Linked DNA regions of Ovis aries: region 2 is linked to region 1. Evidence: chromatin contacts called from public Hi-C data. All regions are on one chromosome and are shown on one strand. Each heading gives the region's core, a stretch centred on a gene start, on an enhancer-like site or on the middle of the called end of the contact. The rest is flanking DNA. Distances are from core to core; before and after follow the strand shown.

The links. A called contact is a pair of places that touch in the nucleus more often than the background predicts.
Region 2: a contact with region 1 is called in a Hi-C map of hypothalamus, with 4 times the contacts expected there. The contact joins two enhancer-like sites. A contact is called at or near these places in 5 of 16 Hi-C or Micro-C datasets (hypothalamus, liver, mesenteric adipose tissue and 2 more).

Annotation. Positions count from the first base shown.
Region 1 is chr25:7,225,291-7,230,702 of ARS-UI_Ramb_v3.0, forward strand. No RefSeq gene overlaps it. Among named protein-coding and RNA genes, the nearest start is that of TRNAR-CCU, 12 kb to the left of the region's middle. Within about 2 kb of position 1,626, at least 5 of the 54 cell types and tissues checked have an H3K27ac peak or open chromatin away from gene starts, as enhancers often do. A contact at or near this core is called in hypothalamus, where this site is marked.
Region 2 is chr25:7,541,983-7,547,902 of ARS-UI_Ramb_v3.0, forward strand. TBCE (tubulin folding cofactor E) reads left to right here. Exons shown (of 17, transcript XM_060406733.1): 7 at 4,659-4,758. Among named protein-coding and RNA genes, the nearest start is that of B3GALNT2, 74 kb to the right of the region's middle. Within about 2 kb of position 2,304, at least 5 of the 54 cell types and tissues checked have an H3K27ac peak or open chromatin away from gene starts, as enhancers often do. A contact at or near this core is called in hypothalamus, where this site is marked.

The sequences.
Region 1 (5,412 bases), core at 376-2,875:
TGGCCTTGCCAAGAGGCACGTGGGATCTTAGTTCCCTGACCAGGGATGGAACCCAATCCCTGTGTTGAAAGCACAGAGTCTGAACCCCCAGACTGCTAGGGAAGCCCCCCGTGCATGCATTTAAAGTTTGAGGAGCTCTAATTTGGAAATACTGGTCCCCTTTAACTGACACTCGGCTTTGGTAGAATTTTCACTGGTCCACGTAAAAATGTCAGTGTGAAATTTGTCCTTTGTTGGCAAAAACTGGGTTTCACTCTGATTTTGTTCCCTTCCTACTACGTTTTAGGCGTCAAAAGTGCTTTAGGAAATGAAGGTGATTGTGATGGTGGATGTAGTTCTATTTTGTTTCATGTGTTTAGCAGACAAAAATAACACTTGGGTAACGAGGCCTGCCTTTTTGTCACCATTTTTCCTACCCCGTGAACCCAAGGTGGCACTAGTGGTAAAGAATCTGCCTGCCAATGCAGGAGACGTGAGAGATACTGGTTCGATCCCTGGGTAGGGAAGATCCCCTGGAGTAGGAAATGGCACCCCACCCCAGTATTCGTGCCTGGGAAATCCCAAGAACAGAGGAGCTTGGCGGGCTACATTTCATGGGGTCACAAAGAGCCAGACAAGACTGAGTAAGCACAGCACAAGAACCATCAGGGGCTTCTCAGGCGCTAGTGGCAAAGAACCCACCTGCCAATGCAGGAGGTACAAGAGATGCAGGGGATATAAGAGATGAAGCTTTGAGTCCTGGGTCGAGAAGATCCCCTGGAGGAGGGCACAGCAGTCCACTCCAGTACTCTTGCCTGGAGAGTCCCACAGACAGAGAGTCTGGCGGGCTTCAGTCCATGGGGTCGCTAGAGTCGAACTCTACTTGGCAACTAAAGCACCACCACCAAGAACCGTCAGAGATGGCGCCACGTGGCCCGAGACCCAGCGCGGCCAGCTTTGCTCTCTCTGACAGCCTCTGCTGAAATATGGAGGGCCTGTTAGGAGCAGGAGCCAGGGAGAAGGTGACGGAATCACCCCTGGGTAATAGGAGCAACTTTCCTGAAAAAGTGGAACATTAAGATTCTAGGATCCTCAAGAAAAACAAAAGGAGGGACTGGCCTGGTGAGAAGGAAAGAAGCCCGAAAGGCAAGCAGAGCCTGCAGAAGGCGGGAGCGGCCACAACCCCAGGGCGGAAGCCCACCTCCCAGCAAGGACTGAGCTCCCTGCATCCAGACAAGGCAGGCAGGCCCGCCCTTCCCCCACCCCCCGCCCCAGTCCTGGGATTCTCAGCATTCCAGAGCCCACCAAATAACAATGGCAGTGTTTGTGGCATCTCAGATCAAGCTTGGAAACTTTTAAATGTCAAAATGAATGATGTGAAAGACTTGTGGGAGCAGCGAAGAGGGAAAGCTGAGCTGAGAAAGGAGAGGCCAGGGGGGCCAGAGGGGCCACTGGTTAACACGTCTGCAGGGCTCCAGCGCCTTTTAATAAAAGGGATACTCAGAAGCAGAGAAACATCTTGAGCTGTCACGAGAGCCAGTGATATGGCAAAAACGAGAAGATTTATGCAGTCCCGGCGGGGATAGCCGGGCGCATGTCACTGACTCACAGAAGATCTACTGTCTGGGCCTGGGGACGGGCAGGAGCTGCTGATCGGCACCCAGGACCTGACAGAGCAAGGAGCCCCATCGCCGCAGCTGACCCAGACCTGGGGTCCCGATCTGAGGACACCCAGCCTTGCTCAGAGCAGGGGGCCCCATGACTGTAGTTCCCCACGTGGAAGGCCAGCTTTGTCACTCGATTCCACCACCCACATCGGCCCCTCCAGAGAACAAGGGCCGCTCTGGCCTCTCAGAGCCCTTCATCCCCTGGGTGGAGGTGCCCTGTGGACCACAGCGGGGAGGCCAGGGCTCCAGCCCCACTGTGCCTGCCTCCCTGGCCAGAGAACTAGATTCCGCATGCCTCAACTAAGACCAAGAGCAGCCAGATAAATATTAGCTATGAAAAAGCAGCAGCAGAAGCAGCCGCAGCAGAGCAGGCCCTCTGGAGCAAAGCCACCGAGACCGGGGACCCCCGCTCCTGGCTCTCCGGAAGTCATGGGTCCCCATCGAGGAGAAGCAATGTGGCAAACGAATCGTCCAATGCACGTGGCCTGGGGATGGGTTTCCAAGGAAAAGGGGCTGAACACTCTTTCAGAATACAAGCTGGGCTCAGTTCAGTTGGCTGCCCTGAGGGAGGTCCCCGGCTGGTCTCTCCACGGCCCAGACCCACATGCGGCCAAGTCCAGATCATCTCCAGACCTCTGGCTCTCCCAAAGTCAGGTTTCCCAGTGAATTCACTGAAAAGTCATCTTAGCATAGAACATGAGGAGATGAGGATGCAGTTTACTCTACAGGGTCTGGTACCTAGCACTCACCAGTGGCTGGCAGGCTGGCAGCCCTCAGCTGCCTGCGAGAGACGGGTCCATCCCCTGAACAAGCCTGAGCGCAGGGGTGCCACCTGGGTCCCCCCAGACCACAGGTCAACAGATGACAGCATCTTCCTGCTGGGAGGCTCAGCGTCTGGCACAGTCAGTCTGAGTAGGGAATGGATGGGCGAGCCAGGCACAGGCCCCTCGTTAGGCCTGAGACAATGGAAGAGGTGGGCAAGCTACCCTGCCCTGGGGCGGAGAGTGGATCTCCGAAGAGGGGAGCATAGGCTCGGGAGCCCCACCTCCCTCACCCCCATGACCCCCTCTGCTGGGGGACCAGCCTGTGATGCCTGAATTTATCTGGGGCTCTCCAGCAGCAGGTAGACAAATGAGATGAGCCCGGGACCAGGTGAGCCTCGGCCTGCTGCTCATACAAACCTGGCCTCAGAGGACAAGCCCCACACTGTGTACCAGCTGCCACATCTGTAAAATGAGGACAAGAGCACCCAGCAAGTGCCCAGGACGTCGGAGACAACATCACCATAGGGAAAGCACGCCTCACAGCTGCCTGCATACAACAGGTGCTCAGTAAGTGTTCACCACTGCACTGCCTGGTGGTCCAGTGGTTAAGAATCTGCCTACCGAGGCGGGAGACACAAGTTCCATTTCTGGGGACGATCCCACCTGCCGTGGAACAACTAAGCCCGTGCGCTCAGCTACTGAACGTCCGCTCCGGAACCCAGGACCTGCAACCACGGAAGCCCAAGGGCCTGGGCTCCACAGCCAGAGACGCCCCCGCAGGGGGCAGCGAGAATCTCAACAAAGAGGAGCCCCTCTCGCCGCAACTAGAGAAAGCCCTCTAAGCGATGAAGACCCAGGGCACCCAAAAATAAAATTTAATTAATGAATTACTAGCAGCTAAAGATGCTTTCTCCAGTGAAGCGATGCCGACATGTCTTGCTTGAAAGAGCACCCCTGGAGCCTCAGGGACACTCAGTCAGCACCTATGAGTTCACCACAGGAGGTGGGGGGCTGTGTGAGGGAGAGGGGGTGACCTCGGGCGGTCTGAGGAGGGGGTGGAGGCAGGGACCCTGCCAGGGAGCAGAGAGCACAGGAGGCTTCCTCTGGCCCCCTCGCCATCCATCCTGCCCAGAGCGGATGAGGAGGGGGGCAGGGGTCGCCCACCTCGGGTCCAGCCCCCACCCACCCCACGTCCTGGTTCCTCAGGAACATCCCCCCACTTCCCGAGAGCTCCCCCTTATTGTGGGCACTCAGGAGTGCAGGGCCCGATCTTTACAGGAGCACTGCCCCACGCTGGCAGATGCAGGGAAGTCAGCCCAGCGCCTGGAGGATAGCCCTACGTGTCCTCTCTTTACAGGACATCAAGTCCAAGCAGGGCGGAGGCCAGGCCTGCGGGGAGCAGGAGTCACGCGTCAGCAGGAAGGTCACCGTCAGGGGCGAGGCAGAGCGGCCCCCTGCGGGACCAGGGCTCTAAGGCCTGCCGCTGAGGAAGGAGACTCGAAGGCAGGCCTGTGTGGCCCAGCGGGAGGTTCTGATGGGCAAAGCGGGGAAGAAGCTGCCAACAGCCATGGAGACTTCCAGAAAGACTCGGGTCCCTGCTGGGAAGCAAAGTGGACTCTCCACGACGCCCAGCTCCCTCGTCTCAGGGTGGACTTCCAGAACTGGCCCAAAGGGACCACCATCAACACCGAGAGGAGCCCCACGCTCCCGCCACGCTGACCGGTACCAGGGCCGCCCCTGAGGAGCACCCCGTGCAGCCCTGCCCTTCTGTCCAGCCTCACCACAGGGAGCCCACACCTGATCAGAGCTGGGCTGCTCAGCATCCCTGCCCATGAACCCGACTTACTGAGAGATGTGGTCTCTCCCTAGAGGACCAACAGACAGCGTGTGAACTTGAAGCTGTGAGCGGTTCTGCCATCCTCACCGGAGACTGTGGAACCGACAATCTTTCTGCAGGGACAGGCCGGAACAAAGCTGGTGTGCGCATAAGAGCTGAGGTGGGGAATACTACTCGGCCATAAATAAGAATGAAATAATGCGTTCTGTATCAACATGGATGGACCTAGAGATTATCATACCAAGTGAAGTAAGTCAGAGAAAGACAAACACCATACACTATCACTAATACGTGGATGCCAGAAAAAATGATACAAACGCACTCATTTACAAAACAGAAATAGCTTCACAGCCATAGAAAACGAACTTATGGTTACCACTGGTAGGGGGATAAATTAGGAGTTTGGGATTAACAGATACACACTGCTATATATAAAGCGGGTAAACAATAAGGACCTACTGTACAGTACGGGTAACAATAACCAATATCTTGTAATAATCTATAATGGAAAAGAATCTGAAAAAGAGTATGTATATGTAGCTATGCATAACAGGATCACTTTGTTGTATACCTGAAAGTAACACAATATTGTAAATCAACTATACTTCAAGTTTTTAAAAAATGAGCTGAGAGAGAGAACAAAAATTGATAAACACTTCTACATCCACCCCCATCTCTGTGAGCTTTCTGACGTTTCCCCAAGACACTCCTTTTTCCACTTACGTTAACCAGGTTTGATTTTTGATGTTCACAAGGAAAAACTCAGACAAGTCAAGCACGTTACCACGCTGGATTCCCGTAACAAGCTCCCACAACAAGCCGACATGGACAATCCTATTTTTTGCATTTCACACATACGCAAATGAAGGCAAGGTCTCCAGAGCTCGGATCTGCTGCTAGGCCTTCTGTCTCCGAAGCCTGCTGTCCTCCCTGTGGAACTAGGGGCCTCTCTGCGGCCACCTTGCCTCAAGCGTCAAGTAAGGAGACTGCAGCTGAATCACAGTCACGCCCGCCAGAGGACGCAGCCGTGGTGAAGGAAGCCAGCAGGGGAGGAAATGGTCCAGAAGGCCCACAGCTGCTGGAGGGAAGTGGTCTGTCCAGAGCCAGCCCCCCGTCTCCCAGTGGTGACCCTCAGCTCTTCCTTGCTCGTCCCTTAGCTCCTTGC
Region 2 (5,920 bases), core at 1,054-3,553, 320 kb after region 1:
AGCAATGCGGTTTGAGATCATACCTCAAAAACAAGCTTTTCCAAATTTGTCATCTGTCTCTCGTAAGTGTGTTCTTTGTTTTTCTCCCTGTTTCTCTTATGCCCACACCTGAAAATAGAGGAGGTCAGTCTAAAAGAAAAATCATTAAACTTGCCCCACTTTGTAGTCTGGTAGGGTGTAGTCTGGTTCAAGGGCTCCTTGGATCTGCTACAGTCCTAACAAGCCCCAAATAAATGCATCTTTTGGCGTTCAAAACAAAAAGTGGCAAGTCAAATAGACTTTCTCTAACTTTAAAAGGTCTTCTCTCAATTCCTTAAGCCTGCCTCATCTCTGCATAATAGTTTATGCAAAAGACAGCAGCTCATAGGTCTCTCAACTGAGGAGATGGCTGATGAAGAACTTTCTTTTAGCAAAATATTTCTAACCACTCTGACGCTACCTACCTTGTGATAGGAACTGAAGCATAGCTCCCCAAGCCAGTGTTTCAGAGGTGCAGTCCCTTGGCGCTGGGGGCCTGCTGGGACTTGGGACCACTGGTCCTTTCTGCCCGTGAGTAGCGCCCCCACCCCACCTTTGCCCCAGATGCGGTCATTCCCTCTGCAGGTTAGGCCACAGAGTCCGGGCACTGAGGTGGGTGTGAACAGAGTCCGGGCACTGAGGTGGGTGTGAACAGAGTCCGGGCATTGAGGTGGGTGTGGAATGGAGCTAGGTAAGGAGCAAAGTGCCACGGAAGTGCGTGGCGCATTCTATATCTGCCTGGCCTCCTCCTAAATGGTTTCGGAAGACTGGGATTGGATGGTTCAAGGCTCATTTTCAGCACACAGAAAAGTTCTGGTCAGCAGAGGGGTTTGGGTGTGCAGATCGGCTGATTGGAGTTGTCAGCAGTGTGCTGGGCAGTCAGCATCTTGCTTGTTTATACCACTTTCTCCTGGGCAAGAATGTCCCCCAAGACATGAGGCAATGAGGTTTGCTGAGATAATCAAGTCATGGCCTATATTTGCAGACCCAGTGATGAATGCCTTGCACTCGCTGATTGAATTCTCGCCCGAAGTTGAAGGATTGCCTGGTGTGTTTAATCCAGTCATCGTTTCTAGACTGATCCTTCTCTCAGATCCTTCACTGAGCCAGGGCTGACGGTGGTGGATCGGAGAGCTTGGCTGGGAAGAGGTGTCTCTGAACTTGGGGATCCCACAGGAGCGAGAGTGACAGAGCTCCCAGGACTGTGTGTGCTCAAGTGTGTGTGTGTGTGCCCTCGTGTGTGTGTGTGCCCTCAAGAGTGTGTGTGTGTGTGTGTGTGTGCCCTCGAGTGTGTGTGTGTGTATGTGTGCCCTCGAGTGTGTGTGTGTGTGTGCGTGTGTGCGCGCACGCATACGTGCATGTATGGGTGTGGGGCCACTATATCAAGCTGAAGTCTGAATACAGGTGATCCCTGTGCTTTGTTGGAGAAGGAAGTGGCAACCCACTCCAGTACTCTTGCTTGGAAAATCCCATGGACGGAGGAGCCTGGTAGGCTGCAGTCCATGGAGTTGCTAGAGTCGGACACGACTGAGCAACTTCACTTTCACGCATTGGAGAAGGAAATGGCAACCTACTCCAGCGTTCTTGCCTGGAGAATCCCAGGGACAGGGGAGCCTGGTGGGCTGCTGTCTGTGGGGTCGCAAGGAGTTGGACATGACTGAGCGACTTCTATGGGGTCGCACAGAGAGGGACACAACTGAAGCGACTTAGCAGCAGCAGCAGCTGTGCTCTGTACAGGCTAGTAGAAATATGTATAATTCTAGCTACACGGTGGAAAGCACAAGCGAGTGGAGAATGACTGGACATGAACCCTTTCCAAGCAGCCTGATGGCCCGGAGTTAGCAGGACTGATGAGAACGAAGGGCAGTGGGGGTTTGACCGCTGGTCACAAAAAGGCGCCCAGGCCAACCGCTGCACGCGGGTCCGCGTCTAGGGCGGAGCAGCGGCGGGGACATGGCAGCGTGAGGGGCTGCAGTTCAGGGGCAGGAGGAAGGGCCCGTGCAGGGTCAGCCCCACTGCCCCTGTGGTGGCTTCGAGACCCCCAGAGCGAGTGGGTGGCCAAGTGGCTGGGGGAGGAGCCGGGGGGACTGGGGATGCTCTGTGTCTGGGTGGTGTCTAGCTGGCCCACACTTGTGGCCCTTTCTTCTTCCATGTGGATGGACACCTTCAGGTGGCCGCTGTTCTCCTAGTGGCAGAGGCCCAGCTTTTCTCTGCTGCTTTCTCCACTGACTTCCACTCTGCTGGCAGCAAGCCCTGGAGCGTGAACAAGCACCGTTCTGTGCTGTGTCTTACCATCAGGGCATAAGAATCCTGCCCCCAGAGTTCTGAGTGTTATTTCCAAGCCCTCCTGCACTCTGTTCTTTCAGAGCTCCTTAGGTCAGGAACTGGCAAGCTGTCCCCTAACGAGCCAAGGAATAAGTACCTTAGGCCTGTGGCCAACCAGCAAACTGGGATATTGTGTGGATGCTTCCATAACCGCCTCAAATGTAACCATTTAAAACCGTGAACACCGTCCTTAGCTCTCTGGCTTCAGTAGGCCCACAGCGGCTGGAGCAGGGTACAGGCTCTGATTTGCTGTCCGGCTGGGTTCATCCCCTTCTGGGCCTTTCCTCCGCCTGCCTTCCCCTCTTCCTGCCTCCTTGTGGAGCTTCCTCATTGGCAAGTCTTTCCTCTCCAACCAGCCCTGTTGATGGACGCCACTATTTGTATTAAGAGTGACTTTCTCCATCTTTCATGGGCAATGATGCCTTGTTGCATTGGGGGCTGTAAGAAAATGGGTTTGGGGCTGAGGCTGATCGGGATCTAAGTTCACAGCCGTTGGCCCGCCCCAGGCAGCACGGCTACTGACTGCTCGGTTTTTCCTTCAGTGAAAAAGCAAGATGCTGTCTGCACCCAGTGGACCACCTGGGCCGCGGACCGTCGTTCTTTGGTTCTGGTTCTCTTTCCCTCTGTTGCTGACCCCCCTCAGTCTCTGGCAGACTGAGGTGCCAGAGGTCAGCACGCCCCAGGCTCAGACCTTAGACCCTCGGCCTCTCCTGATGAGGCCAGTCCAGCGTGGCTACCAGGCTCCTGCACTCCGGCCTCTGTCCCAGTCCTGTCTGTCCGCTGTGTGCTGCCTCTGCTGGGGTGTCTGCAGTCATCTCGCATTGAACGTGTCCCCTCAAACCTGCTCCTCTGTAGTCTTTCTCCATAAAGGGCAGTTCCAGTGACACCTGCTCCTCTGTAGTCTTTCTCCATAAAGGGCAGTTCCAGTGACACCAGCCCAAACCGTCAGGGTTAATTTAACTCTTCCTTTTTTCTCAAGTCTCATCTGAATCCATTGACAAGTCCCGTCAGCCTCTTCCCTCTGCTGCCCCTCTGGTTCGGGAGCCTCCCACCTCCCCTTTCTGCTCTGTCTTCGTTTCCTTGCAGTGTGTCCCTTAGCAGTGCAGTAGAATGGCCTTTTAAAAGACCTGGGTCAGCCCACGTCAGCAGCTCCCCTTGCAGGCAGAGACTAACAGAGACTTAGCCCTGTGTGGTCTGACCTGGGCTTTGGGGCCTCCCTTCCAGTGCCTCCACCCTGTGTTCGCAGGCAGACATGAGCTTGCTGTCCCCCACCACAGGCCAAACCCATTCCAGCTTCAGGGAGTTTGCTCCTGTCGTCCCCTCTGCCCCGACGTGCTTCTCCAGGGTGGCATTCCCTCAATTCCTTCAGCTTTGCCCACAGGTCACCTTCTCGGTCAGGTGGCCTTCGTGAGCACTGGGTATAAATCCCCTATGCCTCCTTTGCTGCAGGCCCAGCTCTGTTACTCTGAGGCATGTCTGTACCTGGCACACCAGAGATGCACGTGCTTTTGATGGGTGTGTTCACTGCTAGACACTTGGTCTCCAGTCGTTATTTGCAGGACAGAGGAACAGTTTCCATACATACTGGAGTAGTATGTACAATCCTCTTTGAGCTGGTCCAGCCCTTCAGGCTTTCCTCTGCCTCTTGATGGCACACACTGCCACCATCCCGTGTGCCCTCCGGGGCCCTCCTTTGTCCTGGGTTACCCACTCTGGATTCCTGTACCAGGGATGGTGGGTATCACACCAACCCCATCCAGTCTATAGGAGACCCTCAGAATTCCAGGTCATTCTTAGCCCTTTTGAACATGTCTCCAAAGTAACTGCTATTGACCCCCTGGAGGCACCTCTCCTTATTTGGGGGTTCCTAGGGTGCAGAGTTCAGCAGTACCCCCTGGGAGGAGACTTGAGTGCTTGACATAAGGCTGCAGGGGCCTCACAGTACCAAAGGCAGTATATGTGGGTACACCTTGGGTGCTGGACAGATGAATTACCATCTCTGTTGGGTCTTTTCCTTTTTTGTTACTTTGATGGGGGAATAATGCTGGAATGGATCATTGTTAACGACATTTGGTTCCCACTCACTCGACTGCGTCTGCCTCAAGCATGCAGTATGTGACAGTGAACCTTTTAGTTTCTAGATGAACACCTAGATGATTAAAAAGGGGTAAAAGTAGTATGTGTTCATGAAAAAAATTTCAAGCCGACTAGAAAGCGTAAAGTGAAAAGGCAAAAATCCCAAGTTCCAGAACCAAGGTAACAACTGTCCTCTTCTGCATCTTTCCATATTACTGTTTCTTAGCACGTGCATTTAGATATTAGAAGCATCGATTTGTCAAAGAATCTGTTGTCGTCATGGGAAGAAGTTATAGATATTGCCAATCAGCTCAAGCACCTAGAAGTCCTCAACCTCAGGTATGAACTGGTGGTTGCCTAACTGCACATGATTATGAAGTCCTAACCTCTCCTGCTCCTTCACAGCATCTCTGCGGGAGTGAAGGGAAGGACAGCCGAGTTGAATTTATTGATGTTTAATGTATTCTTTAATATCCTTTGATTTTAGTTTTTTAAATGGTCACATGAGGCGATTCATTAATAGGGAATGTGTTTTACTTTTGATTAGATGGAACATTAGGTTACCATGTTGAACTGGAAGGTCTTCATGTTTTTTCACAAGCCCATAAGATGGGCCATCTGGGTACCTTGTTATTTAACTGGGGAGAAGGAGATGTGATTAAAAGTGCTTGTTCATTCTGAACCCTCTAGCCTTTAACTGCTTTAGGAATGAGTTATTTCAGTGGAGGCACTGTTTAATTCACTTCTGATAAGGGCTTTTCACTGAGCTCTGTATTTTACTAATGTTTGCCAAGGCTTCTTGAGTATCTGATTAGTTTTAATCTCAGGAGCCAACTTTCCAAGGGCTCAGCCAGGCTCCCCCTTTCACATCTAAGCCAGCCTCACACATACAGGTGAGCTGTACCTGACAGGCAGGTTCCGCAGAGCAGATAGACAGGCCTAAATTAATTATTCTTCCAAACAGAGCAAAGAGTATATTTTGACCCATGGTATCACCTCTTCTAGAAATAAGGGTTAGTGTGCTTTATTAAATGATATTGTCCTTCAAAAATGACCACGATATGGGGCACCTTCTGAAAAAAGATGTGGGGTAGCTTCTGAGATTCGGATCTTGAGAGGGAACTTGAAGGGCAGCAATTTATTTCGTCCGCACTGACAGCAGGCTCTGTTCAGACGCAAAATTCTAGCTCACAGTCCAGCGTACCTGTAAGACTCTCGAGAGCAGGACTGGATTTTACAGCATCCAGAACAGCAGCTGACCTCACAGATTGATCCCCGAGCCTCGTGTTTCAGATAATCTGCAGCCTCACCTGGCAGCCTAACCCTATGAACACACCTTTTCATGTCAGATACCAGTGAACTGTGCATTGTAACTATTAAAAATTAGGTAGTCTTGAAACATTTTGTTTTTAATATAATTGCGATTTAAGGTTGAAACAAACCAGACCCCTCATGTTAAATCCCAAACTGTCGCCAGTGACCATCTCAGTTGGGCCTCCTC